2 separate regions of the Oncorhynchus mykiss genome follow, and region 2 is linked to region 1. Evidence: chromatin contacts called from public Hi-C data. All regions are on one chromosome and are shown on one strand. Each heading gives the region's core, a stretch centred on a gene start, on an enhancer-like site or on the middle of the called end of the contact. The rest is flanking DNA. Distances are from core to core; before and after follow the strand shown.

What was found. A called contact is a pair of places that touch in the nucleus more often than the background predicts.
Region 2: a contact with region 1 is called in a Hi-C map of liver, with 4 times the contacts expected there. The contact joins the enhancer-like site here to the promoter of vig1 in region 1. A contact is called at or near these places in 3 of 3 Hi-C or Micro-C datasets (blood and liver).

Annotation. Positions count from the first base shown.
Region 1 is chr25:9,596,505-9,602,884 of USDA_OmykA_1.1, reverse strand. It overlaps vig1 (viperin), which reads right to left and starts at 4,287. Exons shown (of 6, transcript NM_001124253.1): 1 at 3,921-4,287; 2 at 3,610-3,771; 3 at 2,979-3,208; 4 at 2,701-2,850; 5 at 2,360-2,392; 6 at 1,256-1,895. The coding sequence starts at 4,227. The coding sequence ends at 1,731.
Region 2 is chr25:9,651,296-9,657,900 of USDA_OmykA_1.1, reverse strand. It overlaps rnf144aa (probable E3 ubiquitin-protein ligase RNF144A-A), which reads right to left. Exons shown (of 9, transcript XM_036962724.1): 6 at 4,027-4,174; 7 at 3,287-3,385; 8 at 1,187-1,271; 9 at 469-1,036. The coding sequence ends at 960. Among protein-coding and RNA genes, the nearest start is that of rnf144aa, 50 kb to the right of the region's middle. Within about 2 kb of position 1,585, at least 2 of the 11 cell types and tissues checked have an H3K27ac peak or open chromatin away from gene starts, as enhancers often do.

The DNA of each region.
Region 1 (6,380 bases), core at 3,038-5,537:
ACATAACCCGTACCAATATATCCTCCAAACACCGGCTTCTAGGGCAATATCACTTAAATAAACTGGTTTTCAACGCAATTAAAACAGTAAACAAGTAATTTTGCATCATACCCGTGTTATATTGTCTGATATACCACAGCTTTCAGCCAACCAGCATCCAGGACCCAAACGCCCTGGTTAATCAATAGCTACTGTGTTTAAATTGTTTTTAAATGACGGATGGAATTTTGCTTTCAGTGTCGATGGCGCATTATGAATACGTAGGATTACCCAACTGAGTACATTTCACTATAAAATGTTCACTCATCAACAGCCTGGTTGGAGATTAAATCATTTTATATTGCAATTTCTGAATTACAGTTCATATTGATTGGCCTATTATAAAATTGAATCAGTGACTGTGTCAAATTCCATTCTGGTCAGGCGATTTATTTCAGAATTGTATTTTTATTTTGTTTTGCTATATTATGGACCAATATCAATAAATGGAAAAAAAAATGTGTTTATTGTAGGAGAGCACTAACATTGATCAGCATAGCACTCGTAAGGAAGGAAATATCTAATGTTTTAGAACAGAAAGAAGAATATGAAGAAAGGAAAACAAGGAAAGAAAATGAAGCTTTACTTGATGCAGGTATTCAGCTTCAGTAGCAACAGAGGTAAGCCTATAGGTCTGCTTAATATAATAGGTTTTTATCAAGGGACTAACTATTGTCCCATTAAGAGTCTCCAGATCTGATGAGACAAAAATCAATAAATGATTGCAACATACTGTAGTAAACAGAGACATCATGTCAGTCCCAAGGGAACCCATCCTCATAGTGATCCAGTGAGCAATCTTATCAGGGGTGGGGATTTGAGTTATCCCAATACACATTTACTGCACATTTAGGCTACAGTAGAACTACAACCACTGGGGCAGCAGGTAGCCTAGTGGTTAGAGCATTGGGCCAGTAACCGAAAGGTTGCTAGATTGAATCCCCGAGCTGACAAGGTAAAATTCTGTAATTCTGAACAAGGCCACTGTTTCTAGGCCGTCATTGTAAATAAGAATTTGTTCTTAACTGACTTGCCTAGTTAAATAAGGGTAAAACCCTCCAAAAATAACATTTACAGCAAACTGAAATGCATGCATATAACTTTAAGCTACAGTAGTTGCCTCTTAAAATTGGAATAGTTGAATGACAACAAACCTGATCCAGATACTGAATAAATGTGCTTCCTGTAAATAGATTGTGATTAACAAACATCATTCTGTATCATGCAAAGTCATCGTTTTGTATTTATTTGAGATACATTACAAACACAGAGAGATGTAACACACTGCAATTCATACATTTCCTACACTTCAATCAAAGTGCTAAATTCCAAATGCTACATGAAAGTGCAAATAAGCCTCTTGGTTGGTGAATAGAAACAAATTTGGATAACAGGGTATATAAGAAAATTCAAACAAAACGGGGCACACAAAAAGTTATTATCTTGTGGGATAGTGAGTGATTAAATAGTTGTCCGTGTAGAGTAGCTGTGTTGTGTAATTTTACTACTAATTAAAGGTACAGTACACAAACGCCTCAAGGTATGGCAGTAAAAGATTCCAACATAACTTTTACAATATCATAAATATTTAAGTGTAAAGTGCAGTTATACAGGCGGAAACAATTTTTTTATAAAAAAACATACAGAAAATACATACAGAAGTGTAGCAATAACTGATTATAATGTGTGGATCACCACTCGAGCCGCATGTCAGCTTTGCTCCACACATATTTCCCTCCTCTCTTTAGGAACATCTTCTCGTCAAAGCCACTGAACTGAATGGCCTCTTCCACGCCAACATCAAGGATGGACTTGGATGGATCTTTCCTCCCCTCTCGGCAATCCAGGAAACGCATCTAAAAAAGCATTTAAAAAAAAAATCTAATTCATAAGCATTTAGAACATGAGGAATCATTTATAAAGAATTGTATAAGCATTTATAAAGGCTTAATCATGAAAGTTGTTATAAAGTGTTAACAACTGGTCATAGAAGAGCCTTTTGACAATCTAGTCCATTATCGAAATATCAATGCTATGAAACCTCATACCTAATTCTAATAAAAAATAAAATATCGACAAAACAGCATCTCATTTCATCCTTCTCAAAGCCTGTAAATCCCCTCTGATCAAGATTGAAGCCACACATTACTCTGGGACTTACTATGTGAAGGTACATGTCTATAAATCTCAATCGATGAGAAGCATTTAGACAGCTGTTCAATAGTTCTGATGGATGAGGACTGTCTCCTTTAAAGGGCATGCTAAGACTGAATGTAGAGTGAGTATCATGTAAAATAACGGATTGAAAAAAAGGACTTACATATTCATCCAGAATGAGGTAGGAATCTCTCATCTGACAAGAGAAGACAACAAGGAAACATGTTAATGTCAAAACTAATTTTGTATTACAATATTGTCCACAGAGGGTTCTACATGCAACCCAAAATATTGTTCTACCTGGAACCAAAATGGCTTCTCCTATAGGGACAGCAGAAGAACCCTTTTGGAACCCTTTTTTCTAATAGTGTACTTTAAACCTTAGTAGCATTTGGAAACAACTTAAATAGAGTAGTAGTTGTTGAATCATCATAATATACTGTATATAACGGACAATAAAAAATATAATATTGTGTTCTCTTTGTCTTAAGTACAGTCCCGTACCTTCTGATTGGACTCTGGTACCAGGCAGCTGATGCTGCTGTGCCTTTCCAGGAAGTCCTGAAACTGCTGATCACTGATGAGAAACCTCTCTGCCTCCCTCAGACTGTTCTCCCCAGCGTTCTCGCCATCGATCAGCAGACACTGGAACACCTATACAGCACACACAGTGAAGTCAAGGCCATACAACTCATTTGTTACATCTATGGTATGAGAAGACACCTCTATTCACAGATACAGCATTACTGGTGTGTAATGTTAATGCTTTGGAACACCCTAACCTTCCAGCGTACAGGGTTGAGTTCTGTGATGTTTTCTCTCATGTCTTCATCCACATTGAAGGTGTTGATCACAGAGTTGATTTTGAACGCCACTTTGTACTTCCGGCACCAGTCACGGACCTTGAAGAGGTTGTCCAGGTGGCTCTTCCTGCCCTGGGCTCTGCCAATAGTCTGGTTGGTGTCCTCGTCAAAGCTGTCACAAGAAATGGCCAGAATGTCCAGGTATTCGCCTGTGAGGACAAGGAGAGTTTTTGACATCATCTCAAACAATTGTATTTTGAAACCCCAATGTATTGTAAATGTATCCACACATTCACGTGACAGTATAGATTTATTGAGATAAAATATCAACAAGTATTTTTTTAAACAATTTGATGATCAAAGGATGCCTTTTATGATGAGTCCTACATTTTGTAAGGAGTCAACTGTGAAGCTTTTCAAATAAAACGTGTGAAATGCTTCTCTGAGTTTACATTTTGTGACCTTATATCAAAAACTTACTCAGTGCTGACATCTAGTGTCAATCAAATGACCTTTTTTTTCTGACCGCATGAGAATAATGAGGATTGTTTGTTTATGATGGGTGCTTTATTTTATTTTAACACAGAAATGAAAATGAAAACCATCTTACCATATGTTTGGAACCACTTTTCTCTGATCATGCTGCCATTGCTGACAATACTGACACTTGGGAGCTGGAGGTCGTGTTTGCAGTATTGGACTAATTTCCCCAAGAAATCTCCTCTGTCGTGTATGAAAGGCTCTCCGCCAGAAAAGTTTATTTTTTCCAGTCCTGCAAAAAATAATGAAATTCTGAATTGTAAACACTGAATATAACATTAAATGACATAGCAATAGGCTATAATAATACTGTCATAACATACCATGTGAATTTAAATATGGATTTGAAATAGCATAAATATAATATTTGGGCAAACTTACCTGATTCCTTCAGAAGCTGTAAACCTCTCTTTGCTTCCTCAATAGGTAGGACAAAAGACGTTTTTGCAGTGTGGAAACAAAAACCGCACTTATAATTGCACTGTCGGGTAAAATGATAATTGACACTGCTTGGAGTTGCCGAAGCTTGAGAAATAACATTGTTCACCACCTTGATTGTAGCTGGATTGACTTTTCCTGTAGAAGAGAACTGTGATGCGCCGTGCACCTGCTGTCCTCGCACACCGATCCAGGCCAGAACAGCTGCAAAGATGCACTGGAGGAAACTCATGCAGCGCTGTAGGAACATCTTCACAAACACGATTTGGGTAGAGAACAATATTACTAGTCTTCACCTGGCCTGTCGAGTTGAAACGTCTGATGCAGGGCTCACTTGACTCTATGTATACCGCGATACACGACGCGTCGCCTGGCGTTGTAAAGTAACTTACGTTTCATCAAAACATCATCTGGGTTTCTATTTGCTAATAAGGAAACCGAAATGTCCACATTTGAACAGATCGAAAACAGGTTCAATCAACGTTGTTTCAACCCCCCGAAATGTAACGTGATTATGTTGAATCAACGTGGATAACTGATTGGATTTGTAAAACGTGTTTTGTTGTTGTCGATTTCACATGTAATTCACGTTTGTTGACAACTCAACCAAATGTAGGCTAAACCAAACTAAACATTGAACTGACATCTGTGCCCAATGGCTACCAACTGTATGAGTAGTGGTGCAATTACGCTTAATGGCCATCATTGCAGTGCTCTAAAAACTTGAAAATAAAAGTATGCCTTGATTCAAATGCAGTCCTATTACACGCCTACATGCTTAAGCGCTTTGAATAGGCCTTCATACCCTAATAGTGCCATGCAAATTAGCTGACTCACTAGCGTAATTTAGGTGAGGACATGGGACAGGTAGTAACAGCCATATTATGATAGGCCCACCTCTGCATTCCAAACGCTTAAAAGACACCCTATCCCGGCAGCCCTCAAATTAAGTGAACACTTCTGATGACGTCTCATGACGTCTGACGAGAATACAGTACACTTGCAGGGCGAGGGAGGAAGGAAGTAAATATTGTGAAATGTACCGCCCTTGCATGGAAATTCGTCACTTATTCATCCCGCGATGATTGTGTTTTCAGCCACAGGTAGCTTGTGTGTGCTTTATATGCGCTACAGTCAATTATGATTGCATGTCTACCTATATTAACTATATAATGATTAATATACGCCTACTGTGTGATAGCTAGCAAATTAATTAGCTACCTAACGTTAGCCTGTCTGGCTGGAACTTCTGAAGAAGGAACATTTTTTATTTCTACAATTTCCAAAAGCTAACCAAACAAAACATAATTACTTTTACAAGACTGTTTGTGCCATCGTTTGCATTAGTAGCACAATTTCTAAACTTTTTACGGTCGTTATTTTTACTTACACTTGCATATTGACGTATACATATTGATGTTAAGGTTTTATGTTTCGGCTGACTTTTCTTAGTAGATGTACAATCATCATGAGTTGAATTATGTGCTGTTTCAGGCCCGAAGTTAACATAATTGTACACTCGCAAACTCAATCAAAAACGAGGGCTGAGGAGCTTACATTGCGAACTTCCCTTGTTTGGCTAATCGTTTGGACCGATGTCCAAGATGGTGACAGGGATTCCCCCAAGGGCATAAGGCGAGGGTAAGGGGACGAGGGTGTGTCTTATAGAGATTGAAACGCAGCCCTTATCTCAGACAGTCAGGTGCACATTGCATCACTTTCGTTTTTGGTAATATGGCTAAAGTTTTGGTTTGCTTGTCAAGTGCGCCATAAGTTTCGTTTTCTCCTCAGTTTCCCAAATCAGGCGTGCTATTTTGTGATTTTAAACCTACATTGAACCACACTGCTAACCTTATGCCTATTTTATTTACATTCTGACCAAAAAGCTAATTGTTATAAATTGTATTTTAATGTTTAAGGACTCTTGGAAGATTAGTCCAAATGAGGACTAAAAGCGATCCTAATAAAATACGCAGTGACACATTGGAATGACCTAATTTGTCGGTGAATGTCTCTGGCTGCTTTCCAAACACTTAAAATACACACCTTATCCCCTCAGCCCTCAAATTAAGTGGACACTTCTGATGACGTATCATGACGTCTGACGAGTATACACTTGCAGGACAAGGGGCGACAGAGGAAGGAATGATTTTTAAATGGACTGCCCTTGCCCGGAAATTCGTCACTCGTTCATCCCTCGATGATTGTGTTTTCAGCCACCGGTAGCTTGTGCCTTATATGCTCTACAGTCAATTATGATTGCATATATACTTATATTAACTATATAATATATATATATTATTAATATATGCCTACTGTCTGATAGCTAGCAAATTAATTAGCTAATTAACGTTAGCCTGCCTAGCTGGAACTTCTGAATAAATATTTTTTTTTATTTCTACA
Region 2 (6,605 bases), core at 336-2,835, 58 kb before region 1:
GGCCGCGACCGGGAGGTCCATCGGGTTAGGTAGGGTGTGGTCGGTAGGGATATCCTTGTCTCAGTAGCGACTCCTGTGGCAGCCCGGGCACAGTGCACACTGATCAGGTCACTGGGTGTACGGTGTTTCCTCCGACACATTGGTGCGGCTGGCTTCCAGGGTCGGATGCGCGCTGTGTTAAAGAAGCAGTGCGGCTTGGTTGAGTTGTGTTTCGGAGGACGCATGGCTCTCGACCTTCGTCTCTCCCGAGTCCGTACGGGGAGTTGTAGCGATGAGACAAGACAGTAACTACTAACAATTGGATACTACGAAATTGGGGAGTAAAAGGGGGTAAGAATATATATATATATACTTTTTTTAAAGACAGAAATAGGAGTTCAAATCCATTTTGTAAAAACAATAACTTCTTGCTGATAGTGGGAACAGAGCAAAAGATGACAGAAACACAGACATCACCAAGAGAACGTGCTGTACAGGGGAGTGAGAGACAGAAAACCTCCCGACTCCCGCCCTGGTACTTAAAGCGACAAACTGAGTGTCTTTAATGTGCAAACAGAGTAAACACAAAACACCAACTCCAGTGGTATTTCCTGTATGTTGAGAGATAAAAAGCGAGAGTAGAGGGGTGGGGGGAAAGCTTTGTGTTTTACAAACCAACAAAAACAAGAAACTCGACTTGAAACGAGTTAAGGTGAAGGTCCTCCAATAGTAGCAGCTCCTGCATGAAACTGTCTCCAACAAGAGGATTCAGACATCACATCTTTATCCCCCTTCTCTTGATAAAACATCCTCTTCGGTTCTGTACTACACCACTGCCTGTAGCTCACCTCAAGGCCTCAGCATGGCCCTGCTACAGTAAACGGACACATGGCCCCCAAGCCCACAGAGAGGCGCGTCGTTGTCGTCCACAAAGTCTGACCTCTGTGAACCCATCTTCCACCAGGCCAGGGAGCACAGGGTCAACACAACTCCTCCTCTCCCACCATGACACTGCGAGCGAGATGGATCGGGATGCGGCTGGGCCGAGACGGTGCAGCTTGGCCCCAGACCCGTTAAATGAAGCACCGCCAGAAGCGGAGGGAGAAAACGGAAGAAAGGGACGAAAAATAAATATGGCCGCCTGCTTAGCGAGGCGGGGTTTAGGTGGGCAGGGGGTCGTCGTCCCCTTTGCTGCACTTGCACTTACAGCAGAGGACAAAGGGCGTGGCCAGGAGGAGAAAGGGAGAGGCCACCAGCAGGAGAAGGCCGAAGCCAGCGAAGATCCCCACCACCTTGGAGAAAGAGAGAGAGGAGAGAAAGTAAGAGACTGCAAACAAGGCAGAGGCACAAGCTAATAAGACACCGTTTGTTTAGCTACACTGCAAAAATATCAGGAAGGACACAATTGGCACTATATAGAAAATACTTTAAAAAAAAACAGGACTAGCGTATGAGAGATCCCTTAACAAGATAATACACACCAAATAATTTCCACTTCCCTTCTCAAAACTTGCTCTCTTGTTTGACGTGGTCATAACCCACCATGCAAGTTATTTTCAATCTTTGTAGTGCAAGTCTCCCATCTCACCACATGGGGGCATCAGCTACAAGCAGAAACATCTCCTCAGCTACAAAACGGCCTTCGAAAGTAGCAATTACACGCAAACCTGCCTTAGAATAACCTAATGGACTTCTGCCGGTGTCAGAGTAGGAGAGTCATTTTGAGGATCACCCAGGGCGGGCCAATGAAGGACAAGACAGCAGAGAGTGGCAGCCTATGACAAAGACCTTTCGATAAAATAGCTCCATGCATGTATATACACATTGCTGATGCGATCCCTTCTCGTGTATTTCTGTCCACTTCCCTCTTTTCGGAGGTCTCCGTAATCACATTATTTACCCAGACGAGCACCCCATGAACCTTTAGTTACACCGGCATACCGGGGTTATCATGATATCCTATTCGCTCAGATCAACCAAACCCTTGACAAAGCTACCGTATAAAATAGACCATGTCTGGTCTGAGAACAGTAAGCGTCGAGAGAGGTGACCTTCATTCCTTCTACGGCGTCCCTAGCGGATGCAACCCCCTCAGCTCAAATCTCAAAACGGATTTGAAAATCAGATACAGAGGCGAAAACAGAAAACAGAGAGGCTGAGCTTTCTTTATCAAAAGGCAGGATATATTAGGGCCTTAATTCGGAAAATGTCTGAGTAGGAGTGCTGATCTAGGATCTGTTTTTGCCATAATGAATAAGATGACATTGACAGGCAGGACCTCATCCTAGATCAGCACTTCCTTTGTGAATAAGGGCCCCGGTGTCCTTTCTGTATGTGTTACGCGTTCATGAGGAGCTAAAGAGAGAGACTGGGCTTGGGGAGCAGTGAGGTTGCATGGGCTGGGTAAAGGAGGTGCAGTACCACAAGCTGTAATCATGCTCAAATGACTCAGCCTGTCCTACTGGGCAACAGATGTCAGTGTGTACGCTAGCGTTCACAACGCTCTGTTAAACCCGGGAAATGTGCTCGTCTATGACTAGATATGTGCTGGATGATAGCGAGAGCTGAACGTCGACTGGGTGAACAGGAAAATATAGAACGTCTACTCAATATTCTCATTCGATATTAGAATCAGAATTCTAAAAAGGATGTGTTGACTTTTATTACATAACGTGTGGCAAGCATTATGTGTGTTGCAACTGAACAGCTTAACAGTACCATCAAATAACATTGAGCAACCAGTGTTACATTTTACCAGGGGCGCAACTTTGGTTTTCATGAATATCATTCTTTATCCAGTCAACTCGGAGGCGTCCGCATGGTCCTAAAGCACACCGTTGCCTCGTTTTGGATCACATTCCAATGATAAAAGATGAAGAAAAAAAAAATGAAATTTCAGAATGTGCAGTGAAAGTTGCGCCCCTGCTTTTTACTTTAGAGACTGTGCCAGAGTAAAAGCATTACTCTAACCCATAAGTGACGTGCAAATGTCCACATATTATACGCAGAAAAAAAATCTGCTGTAAGAAAGCAATGCTGGAGACATGTTGACACAAACAACAACGGGCCAACACACAGAGCACAACGACCAAGCTGTGCTCTCCTACCGACTAGTGTTTTCACAGAGCACCATCCATGATTATTCACGTTAAACATGTGTGCGCGTGGAAGTGTTTGTGTGAGGGGAAAAGTGTGTTGCATGTGCCCTGCCACATGCTGCAGACATAGGGGAAGTCCAGTGTGTGTGTGTGTGTGTGTGTGTGTGAGAGACAGAGAGAGACAAAAGGAGGAAAGTGGGCGCACTAACTTTACTCACCTGTGTTCTGTGCCAGATGACAGACGCCCTGGAGTGGCCCAGTTTGTTTCGACAGGGCCCTTTGTCATAGTGGATCAGGAGGAAGTCATCCTGTGTGTCACACACACACAGACACACACACACACACACACACACAGACCCAGACACAGACAGACAGAGAGAAAGAGGAGAAAAGAATGATCTATGATTAGTACTGAGAGGTAGGGGCAGCTGCTTGGAGAAAATTGCTTTTAAATTACCAGTGTCGTGTAAAATCGCCTGTGGTCTGCAATTAGAATTGACTTAAGCCACTGCCAAAGTAAAGCCTCCTACAAGCCCAGATAAAATCCCTCCGTTTCAGTTCCATTGTCTTGTATCAAACGTCATAAAAACGGGTTTTGGATTTGGAAATCCATCCGCCTGCAGCCTTATCACACCTCCTGCAGTGCTGTTATTCCCTGATAACACATTGGATCACTGCTCACACCAGACATGCGAAATCTACACAGAGTGAATTCTATGCACATTTCAGACTGCTGTACTGAAGTCAGGACCAACATGCTGAAAAGGGAAATTAAAACTCATTTGCAAAGATACGTGTGTATTATTCTATGCGAACATGTTGCAGCAGCACAGATGTGGGGAGGTGTTTTGGGGAAACATTGGGACAAGGTTCTACTCATATCCAGGGGCTCCAGAATGTACCACTAGAAAGGGGTGTGTGTTCGCGTGCGACAAGGTTCTCTACTCACGTCCAGTGACTCCAGACAGTACCAGCAGAAGGCGTGTTTGCAGTTCTTGCACATCATCTGGGCACAGCCCTCGTCCCTCTCGATGTACACCTTACACTTGGGACAGCGCTTGATGGGACCATCGTCATCGTCACTCTTGTAGAAGGAGCTGAGGAGACACGGTGAGCGCGCGAGAGAGAGAGAGAGAGAGCGAGAGCAATGTTCAGTGTGTTACGTTTCTTAAACAAATGTTGGTTGAAACAATTGTTTTTGCTGAATGACGCTAAAGAACAAAGACCATGATATATCAGAGATCCAGAATGCCACGAGAGATTACCCACTCATACAGTTTATCATGCCACAGATCTTGAACAGCCTTTGTTAATGTACAATAGATCTAAGCTTGCAATAAACATCAACAGAATTTTCTCCTAACACCTGAAATGCAAACGAAATGAGAGAATGTAAAGTGTGCTCGTCACAGCCTTTTTTTCCGCACTCCTTTCAGGCTTTTCTTTCTTCTATTCATCTTAAAGGCAGGTCTTTTGTGTCCTTTTCCCACCTGAGTGCTGCTGACTCTTGAAGGCCAGAAAGGAGAGCAGGTGATGCTGTCGGCTGTCCTCTCAAGTGTCAGAGAGGCGGACAGGGAACAAGCACATTCATTTTTCTGAGCCAATTCTCCGGCTATTGATCGCATCTGGCCAGAGTGAATTAATGCACACCTTTCATGTCCTACTTCATTTGACACCCTGGCAGTCATTTTGTAACTCTTCAGGACTTTCGGATTCTAGCTTTTACTCTGGAAGGAACGGGATTCCATTCCTGAATGTAATGGAATACAGGCTAAAGATCGGAAGGTAAAATACCTGGATCAGTGTGAGGATTAAGGAGAGAGTGTCTTTCTCCTGAATGCTGGCTGTTATGTCAGAGGAATGTCATGGGAGAAATGTGAAAAAAAAAAATGGTATCAGCAAAAGGCAGCAAGATCCAGGCAAAATGGGAATGGTCCACAGAGTAATACATTTGCCCTTTGCGGTAATTGCTGCATATGTCAGCTGGGCGCAGATCGGGCTAATAGTGTACGTGGAGTCCATTCGAATTAGGACACTAATTTCCCACACTCTTGAAAGGCGAGAGAGGAGAAGAACGTACTCCAGAGCTCATTGTTTAGATAAGTGCAGTATGTACAGTAATCACAGTAAGAGCCATACAAGCCATACTTGGAGTCCTGACAGGGGGTAGAGAGAGTGAGAGGAGGCGGCAGAGTTTAAAGGGGAAGTTCAGGATTTTACAACTTGATGTTAGATGGTTGCGCAAGCTAAAAATAGTCTATGGGCCTGGAAAAACTGTAATCCATGGCTCAAGTTAGATGAAGTTTGTTGTGGCTGTTTAGAGAAAACAACTATGGATTACAGTTTCTTCTGGCCCATAGACTTCTTTTTCAGGGTGAGGAACCATCTAACATTAAGTTGTAAAGTCCAAAACCTTCCCTTTAAACCACTGTGGCCTTTCGTGACATCTGTGGACAACTCCACAACCCTCTCGCTTGATTTTTTGTTATACTATATATACACACACAACACACACACAAACATATCTGTACACCCCTTCAAATGAGTGGATTTGGCTATTTCAGCCACACCCGTGGCTGACAGGTGTATAAAATCGAGCACAAAGTCATGCAATCTCCATAGACAAACACTGACAGTAGAATGGCCTTACTGAAGAGCTCAGGGACTTTCAACGTGGCACCGTCATAGGATGCCACCTTTCCAACAAGTCAGTTTGTCAAACTTCTGCTGTTATTGTGAAGTGGAAACGTCTAGGAGCAACAACAGCTCAGCCACCAAGTGGTAGGCCATTCACAGAACGGGACTGCGGAGTGCTAAAGCGCATGGCGCATAAAAACAGTCTGTCCTTGGTTGCAACACTCACTACCGAGTTCCAAATTGCCTCTGGAAGCAACGTCAGCACAAGAACTGTCCATCGGGAGCTTCATGAAATGGGTTTCCGTGGCCGAGCAGCCGCACACTAGCCTAAGATCGCCATGCGCGATGCCAAACGTCTGCTGGAGTGGTGTAAAGCTCGGCGCCATTGGACTCTGGAGTCGACAGACAAATCTCGGTTTGACTCGTGGCTAAATGGAAGCCAGTCCCCGCAGCAATGTTTCAACATCTAGTGGAAAGTCTTCCCAGAAGAGTGGAGGCTGTTGTAGCAGCAGAGCCCATGATTTATGAATGAGACGTTCAACGAGCAGATGTCCACATACTTTTGGTCATGTAGTGTATCCTTGCCACTGGGCCACCACATTCGAGTTTTAAGTAGACAAATAGTCCAAATGCAGGTTGGCTAAGAGTTGCAGCCTTGACTTCTATTGGCTCCTTATATTGACACATTATGACTTCCTCTGTGACCTTGGTCAACCCCGGCTAGCCTTATCTGAGCCCATGGGTCCCAGCACTATCACCAGGCAACCTGCTCCATCCAATGCACTCAGTCATATTAAATATGCACTAGAAGGCACTAGATGACTAGCGCCTGGATGGTTATGCATGAGAGCAGCTGGCTTCATGGAGACATCAACACAGCGGTAGCTAGGC